Linked DNA regions of Rattus norvegicus: region 1 is linked to region 2. A link is a contact called in public Hi-C data. All regions are on one chromosome and are shown on one strand. Each heading gives the region's core, a stretch centred on a gene start, on an enhancer-like site or on the middle of the called end of the contact. The rest is flanking DNA. Distances are from core to core; before and after follow the strand shown. Region 1 holds the start of Zfp839 (zinc finger protein 839). Region 2 holds the start of Dync1h1 (dynein cytoplasmic 1 heavy chain 1).

What was found. A called contact is a pair of places that touch in the nucleus more often than the background predicts.
Region 1: a Hi-C map of liver shows a contact between it and region 2, with 6 times the contacts expected there. The contact joins the promoter of Zfp839 here to the promoter of Dync1h1 in region 2. A contact is called at or near these places in 9 of 12 Hi-C or Micro-C datasets (the A7r5 cell line, Schwann cells, frontal cortex and 5 more) and 1 of 1 datasets of contacts at active chromatin or transcription factors (oligodendrocytes).

What each region holds. Positions count from the first base shown.
Region 1 is chr6:135,684,394-135,688,159 of GRCr8, forward strand. It overlaps Zfp839 (zinc finger protein 839), which reads left to right and starts at 1,739. Exons shown (of 8, transcript XR_010052386.1): 1 at 1,739-2,992. LOC108351302 (a long non-coding RNA gene) reads left to right here. Exons shown (of 3, transcript XR_001838583.3): 3 at 1-223.
Region 2 is chr6:135,435,003-135,438,756 of GRCr8, forward strand. It overlaps Dync1h1 (dynein cytoplasmic 1 heavy chain 1), which reads left to right and starts at 1,476. Exons shown (of 78, transcript NM_019226.3): 1 at 1,476-1,844. The coding sequence starts at 1,595. It overlaps LOC120103624 (a long non-coding RNA gene), which reads right to left and starts at 1,365. Exons shown (of 2, transcript XR_005506332.2): 1 at 1-1,365.

The DNA.
Region 1 (3,766 bases), core at 489-2,988, 250 kb after region 2:
TACATCTGTAGAGATTCAGAATAAACCACCCGAAGTGGGCGGCCACCGGGACACACACCTTTAATTCCAGCACTCTGGAGGCAGAGGCAGGCGGTAAGGCCAACCTGGTCTACACTGCTAGTTCCAGGACAGCCAAAGCTACACAGAGAAACCCTGTCTCAAAAACAGAATGTAATAAAACAAAAGTAAACAAATAAATAAAATTTAAATTATTTAGAAGCTAGTCATGGTGGTGAATGTCTTTAACCCCTTTAACCCTGGCACTGGAGGCATAAGAACCTCTGTAGTAGAATCGGAGGTGCGCTGCACCATGCTTGGTCCTCTGTGTTCCTTTACAAATACTATTCAGCATTCATGATTCAGATACTGTCCTCTGATAACCCATCTTTTGTCTGTTAACTTGAAACACACACATCCTCTCAGATGATAACCTTTTTCTCTCCAGCACATTCAAGAGGACATTAAAGCTGAGTCGACCTTCTGGAGAATGGGGTAATTCTAGACTTGTGGTTGGAGAGAAGAGAAAAGGAGGGAAATACTGAACAAACGTGTGGGCGTGGTAACAAGCACCTGTAATGCCAGCACTCAGGAGGCTGAGGCGGGCAGATGGCGAGCTCCAGGACAGCAGGAGTTATTTATGTAACCAGAAGCTGTTCCGCTAAGACCAAGACCCCATGGACAACCTTAGTGAAGATGCCAGTGGAGTAACTCAGGACACTGCAGGGTGACACTGGCTACGGTAATGATAAAGGTTAATTAGACCTGGGTTCTATTCTCAACACGAGCACAGGCATGCATGAGTGCATACATGCACATGGTGGCTTGCAACCATTGGTACCTCCACTTGCAGGTGATTAGATGCTTTCTTGTGACCTCCTCAGGCTCCTGCTCACATGTGCTGCACACACATAGTATATTCAGGCACGCATGCGCGCGCACACACACACAGAGTTTAAAAATGGAAAGATAATCTAAAGCAATAATCAGAGCCTTCCCTGGCATTGGGCTGACCCCAGTCCCTCTCCTATGTGTCTCCCTCATCTCCTCATGCTGACTCGTGATTGCTAATCTCACTCTCTTTCTACTTCAACTTCAGACCTCCCAGGTAGGGACCCTCATCCACCCAACAGGGCCTTAATAAGGATATGTTGACCAGGGGCCCTACTGTGCTACTCAGGGAAGAGCTGATGCACAGAACCACTACAGTAAGAGAGAAGTTAGGCTGAGGAGGTAGTGGAACTAGACGGACAGACAGAAATGTGAGGGGGTTGGACACATGCATGGATGGATGGATCTGCCCACCCATCTAACCAATCACCCATCCGTCCACCCACCCATCCACCCATCCATCATTTTCTGAGTGTATGTTTTGGCCCAGAGCTTGTGTTGGGCACCCAATGAGTAGTATGTCATTCCTGCCCTTGGGATGGTCACTCTAGATGCCAGGTAGCTGTGGGATGGATGGTCACCCCGAGAATACTTGAGGTGGTTTCGGAGCACGAATGCCATATATGCAAACGTTTTTGGGGCTGGAGAGATGGGCCAGTGGTTACAAGCATTGGCTGCTCTTACAGAGGTCCTGGGTTCCATTCCCAGCACCTACATGGTGGCTCACAGCCATCTCTATCTGTTCCAGGGGATTCCCATACCGTCTTCTGGCCTCTGAAGGCACCAGGAACACGAGTTGTGTACATACACCGAGGCAACACACACATACACATAAAACCAAAAGATTTTTTTTTAAATGCAAGCTTTATAATCCTATCGTGAGGCAGGGTAAAACTGAGCGGACATGGGAAGGGAAAAGCAGTCGTTACCCTGGAGTTGGACTGAAGCCTCCTGCCAGCTGGCAGTCAAGGACTTCAGCATAATTGACAACAATTACCGAGAAGGTTGCTAACACAAAGAGAATATTCCTTCTGAATAGAAATTCTTAAAAAAATGTTAAAAACTGGGCACTGATGGCACCCACCTTTAATTCCAGCACTCAAGACGCAGAGGCAGGCAGATATCTGAGTTCAGGGTCAGCCTGGTCTTCAGAGGGAGTTCTAGGACACTCTGTGTAGGTTACACAGAGAAACCTTGTCTTGAACTCCACCCTCCGTCCCCAAATAATAATATAATGTTATCTTAACCCCTTTGTACAATCCTTGTGACTTATGGTTTTATCTGATCAGACCGCAGTCCCTGAAAGGACCCTCTAGAGTCACCCTGAGCCACCCTCTAAACTCATCTACTGCAGAGGGGGAAAGGTTTCCTTGAGCAACCTTTTGTTAACTTGAAAGCCACTAAAATTTATGCTCGGACATTTAACCTGACTCCCTCTTGAGGAGCCCCCTTTTAAATCATAACTCGGTTGAGTATTTGTCCTAGCATTCATAAAGCCCCAGCACCTCATAAAACCAGAAGCAGTGGTCCGTGACTGTAACTCCAAATTTCTCCAGTGGGGTTAGAAAGACATTTGAACTTTAGGATTACAGATTAGTGTAAACTCTGGTCTCTGGAACCCTGAAAACCTCCACTGAGGATCCGGGACGTCAGCATGGAGCAAATGATACTAGGAGATCGAAATACTAAGGAAGCGGCGGCGGCCGCGAGGTGGCGACAATTAAGTATACCGCTTCGGAGTCTCAGCGACGTTTTTGCCTGCCGGGCACTCGTAGGTTCCGCCCTTTACAGGGTGACGCACTTCCGCCCCGCCGCTTCAAGCGACGCGGGTTCGAGCCCCCCTTAGGCCGCAATGGCGGGCGCGGAGCCGGAGCCCGGGGAAGTCGGCGGTAGTGGCTCGACTCTTCCGGGCCGGAGCCACGGTACCGTGCGCTTGGCTCCGCTGGACCCCGAGCAGCTGCAGCGGGTTCTGAAGCAGGTGACTCGGGCACAGCCACCGCCCAGCGTGCTGTCGGACGCGGGGCGGCGGCTCCCGGACGGGGCCCGGCAGACCGCCCAGCAGCGGGGACCGGGCGCCGAGGCCCCGCGCCTGCTGACACCCCAGGTGAGGTGCCGCGCGCGGTGGAGAGGCCGGAGCTGGCCGGTGCGGCCGGCGTTCGGAGCCTTGGTCGTCTACGCCCAGCTCCGTGGGAACGGCGCAGTGACGTACTCCGAGCGCCCGGCCCCCCTCGGGGACATCCTCCTTTCTCTGCGCTCAGCCCTGCTCCGAGCCCCTCCGCGTCTGGCTCCTCCAGCTCCTTGTCCTTCTGTTAGTATTTATGGAGCCTTAAAAGTATGCCAGGTTCTACACTAAGACCAAGCGTATCCTTCAACGTCCAGCGGATAGCATAAGTCACGTTTTGGGGAGGGAGGTGACAAGGGAGAACTTTCTACTGGGCGGTTCTGGACTAGACACTAGAACCCAGAGCTGAATAAATTAAGAGGAAACATCATAGCCAACTATGCCGGCACGCAGCAGCCACTTAGCCCAGAACTGGGCCAGAGTTGAGCCCTTCCTCTAGAACTTTGCTGCAGACTTTGGCAGACTTCAGTGTCCAAGTACAGTGCCCAGTACAGTAGCAAGTAAACAAAGAAGGCACTGTACTGCAGAACATCCTCTCGGCGGGTTTACTCCCCTGCTCACACAGATTTTGGCTGTTTTGAGAGTAGGCACTAAACTCTAGCTTTCCCCTCCTGGGAGGGTCCAGGTAGCCCCTGAAACTGGAGGTACTCCGTATGAGGTGTTAAGAAGACCTGCTGGCTTTGGGAATGACAGAGCACACCTCACCTCAGAACTGCCGAAGGCCAGAGAGCTAAACTAGGGCAGAAAGAATTCTAC
Region 2 (3,754 bases), core at 226-2,725:
ATCCTTGTAAACAGATCGTTTCTGTTGTCTTCTTTGAAAAAATGATCGTAATCCAAAGTCTGAGCCTGTTATCTGTTCCTTGACTTGGAGCCAGGTTGCAGATGAGAGAGTCCCTTGGATGACTGAATGACGGCACTTCCCATATGCTGACTCACAGTGCAGCCAGTGTGCGATCAGCCCCACCCCCACCGAGTCCCTGCAGGTTTCTGAATCTCGGGCTTTTTGTCCTTGTTCCTATCTCTGAGGTTATGCAGGTATTGGTCACTGCTGGTACATCCGCATTTCCACAGTAACAGCTTGCCCCGGTAGCTTTGGGTCTGTCCTCTCCCCTCTGCAGGACTATTTACGACTTCTTGGACATATTATACTAGAGTGGGAGTGGGCTGATGGAGGGAGGACAGGGATATGTATCTGTTTCTCTCTCTCTCTCTCTCTCTCTCTCTCTCTCTCTCTCTCTAGAAGAATCATATAAGTAGTTTCTGGGCTCCATCAGCTGCCTCTGGGACCTGGCACTGGGCAATTGTGCAAGGAATAAGCATATTGTAGGGCTCTCCATTTGCCAAAGATGATTTGGGAAAATCAAGTCATCCCATCATCGTCCCACCAATCAGGACTCAGCTTTCTAACTCGGCATTATTATATTTTTAAAGATCACTTTGGCTTAGTTCCCTCTTCCCAATTGAACAGGCAAGTTATGATCTGAACTTTCAAAGGCCAGTTACTATCCCCAAGAAAGTAAACATCTAGATTCTGGCCTTTTTGTCCTCCCTGTATGGGAGGAGGGGTGATGGGTCAGATGCAAGGAAACTTAGTTGGGAGGCATCCAAGCCCCTACCTCCTGCCGACCCAGATTCTTGAACCCACAGAGCAGTGGTGTGCAGGTTCAGGGCTTGGGGAGGAGCATACTGTTGTCAGTAGATTCATTCATATGAATCCTCCTGTTTCAGTCATATCACCCTTGCTTGGTAAATGACGCTGTGTTCAGAATCCAGGGCCCATCACAGCTGGATGTTATCCAGGTTTCTTTAAGCCTAACCTTAGACTGCAGAGCAGTTGCTGCTCCACCCATACATAACCTTCTCTTCCTTAGACTCCAGTTCCTCAGCTAAGAACATCGCCCTTTCCATCCTCTCCCTTGACAGTTTAGCGAGGTCACTGTGGGGACGCCCCTATTTATGGAGCCTGAGGGGCTGGCTCTGTGATATTCTCTGCCACCTGGCAATGGAGCCAGACACGGTTCCTGGACCACTCCGGGGAAGAGAGAAATGGTCCCCACCCAGCACTCCGACTACAAGTCCCAAAAGGCCACGCGGCGCCGCACCTAGCCCCGCCTCCAGTCGCATGCGTAACGTCGCGACGCCGACCGCGAGCGGGCGCCGGTGGCTGCAGCCAGCGGGCGGGGCGGGGCGGGGCCGGCGGGAGCGGTGGCCTTTAGGGCGGAGCCGGCTCCGCTGTCCGCAGTCGGCCGCGGGCTAGCGGACACAGCGTCTTCTGTCGCCGGTTTCTTTCGCTCACTGCTCCCTCGTTCCGGAGGTAGCTCTTCTCGGCTCTCTCTCTCTCTCTTCTCTATCTCTCTCCCTTCCGCGGATCCGCCATGTCGGAGACCGGCGGCGGTGAGGACGGCTCGGCCGGCCTGGAGGTGTCCGCGGTGCAGAATGTGGCGGACGTGTCGGTGCTGCAGAAGCACCTTCGTAAGCTGGTTCCGCTGCTGCTGGAGGACGGCGGCGACGCGCCGGCTGCGCTGGAGGCGGCGCTGGAGGAGAAGAGCGCCCTGGAGCAGATGCGCAAGTTCCTGTCAGACCCGCAGGTCCACACGGTCCTGGTGGAGCGCTCCACCCTCAAAGGTGCGCGGCGCCCCCTCCCAAGTCGCGTGGAGCAGCTAGGGTGCCGGGACCGCTAGCGCCCGCACAGTGGGGTCGCTTTGTCTCCGCGGCTTCTCAAGATGGCCGAGTTGGGTGGAGACCGCGTCTCCCGGTCCCGGCTGGGCACAGGGCCGCATCCATGCCTCCAAAGTCACATGAGCTTTTTTGGTTTCGATTCGTGTCCAAGCATAGCTCGCTTTGGGAAGAATCTGTCTAGGGCAGCCTAGGTGCTGGCCCCTCGGTGGGCTCGGGTACCGGTGCGTTGGCGGGACCCGGAGTGGGCAGGCCCTGGGCACCCAGCATCTCTGCTATCTGGCTGCCTACGCATAGGCCTCCATTGGCCTCACAGCATCGTTGCTGAGTGGGTGTATCTCCCTCCCTATTTTACAAACCAAGAAACCTAGTCCCGTGGCTGGTCCAAGGTCACCAGCTAGTACCGGACCTTTGACTAGACTCAACATAACCAGTTTCCAATCAGAATTGCTTGTTTTGCTGATCATGGCTTGAAACTGTTGCTTACATGACCCTAATGACAGCCCTGTAACATTTAAGTCTGGTTTCAAAGATTTAAGAACTCTTGCTTACCTAGTCGGGGAAGGAGGAAAAAAAGCTGAGTTGTGTCTTCCAGTAGAGAGACGCTCTACATCCGTAGATTCATCTGGTATCTGGAGCTTGCTTACAGGATTCCTTCCTTCTTGAGTCCTGTAAACCACTTTGTAGCATCTGGGGAGCATGTGTGCACGCTGGTGAATGGGTGTGGTGTATCCTTAGGAATCCAGATGTGCTGTCTAGGAGAGTAGCCCTTATTAAGGGGATTGAATCAGGTGGTCTGAGAAGATTTGCTTGCAAATTCCTTAGAGTTCCTAAGGCTTTGGGCTGGGTTAGAAAACCAGTGTGGCTGCCCTTTTCGATAGTTTGTATCCAGATACAACGTATCGCTTAAAGGCTATTCTTAATTACAAAATGTTTAACGTGGCCTTGGTTTGGGCCTGCATCTAGAAGGCAGCAAAGTATTTTTCTTGAATCCACACGGAATGTTTAAAACAGTATGCTGTTAGTGACTATAGAGTGTTCGTGTGGCCGAGGTTGTTTCCTTTACGTCGAAGTTTGTGTTTATTCCTGCATGGAATATTTTGGTCCAAAAGTCCATGTAATTATAGAAAAATTGAAACAGGCCCGAAAGTCAGCTGGGATCCTTCTGCCTCTGCAGAGCCCCTGTGAGCCCCTTGACCCCCACTTTTTTAGTCTTTTGTGGGTATGTGCAAATACATTTTGTTAAAATAAATTTTAACCTATGTTTTTTAAAGATTTTGAGTAGTTTGGCCCTAGCTAATTCTTTTATATTTTTGGTTGTACAGTTTGTGTATTGAAATTAGTGATTTCAGTATAAAAACACACAAAAACCATGAGTCATGGTTTCTCTTTACAAAAACAAAATCCTAAGTTTTCATCTTTCTCTGTCTTTGGTGATTTGTTTTTCTCCTATCTGTCCATCTTGGATCAAGGGTGGGATGGAACAAGTGTCTGCACAGGACTCATTTCTTTTCAGCAAAGGGGTGATCCAGCATCCTAGCGAGGTTCCATAATGACTTGCACTTTTGAAAGTTCACTAAGGAATTGGGCTGTCTTGAGACTGAAATAACTCTCTTCTGTGTTTATAAGAGTTCTAGAGATTCAATGTTTCATTAATTTCTTGTTCACTTACAGAAACATAGGGAAAGGTTTTTATTTTATTTTATTTATTTTTTTTATTTTACATTTCAAATGCCTCCCCTCCGGTCTCTCCTCAGCAAGTCCCCGCATCCCGTCCTTTTAAATCCACGGTGATGCCTTAAGGTCTCCTGCTTGTTAGCAGCTGTGTTATCTATGCTGGGGTTGAGTCCAGGGTGTTG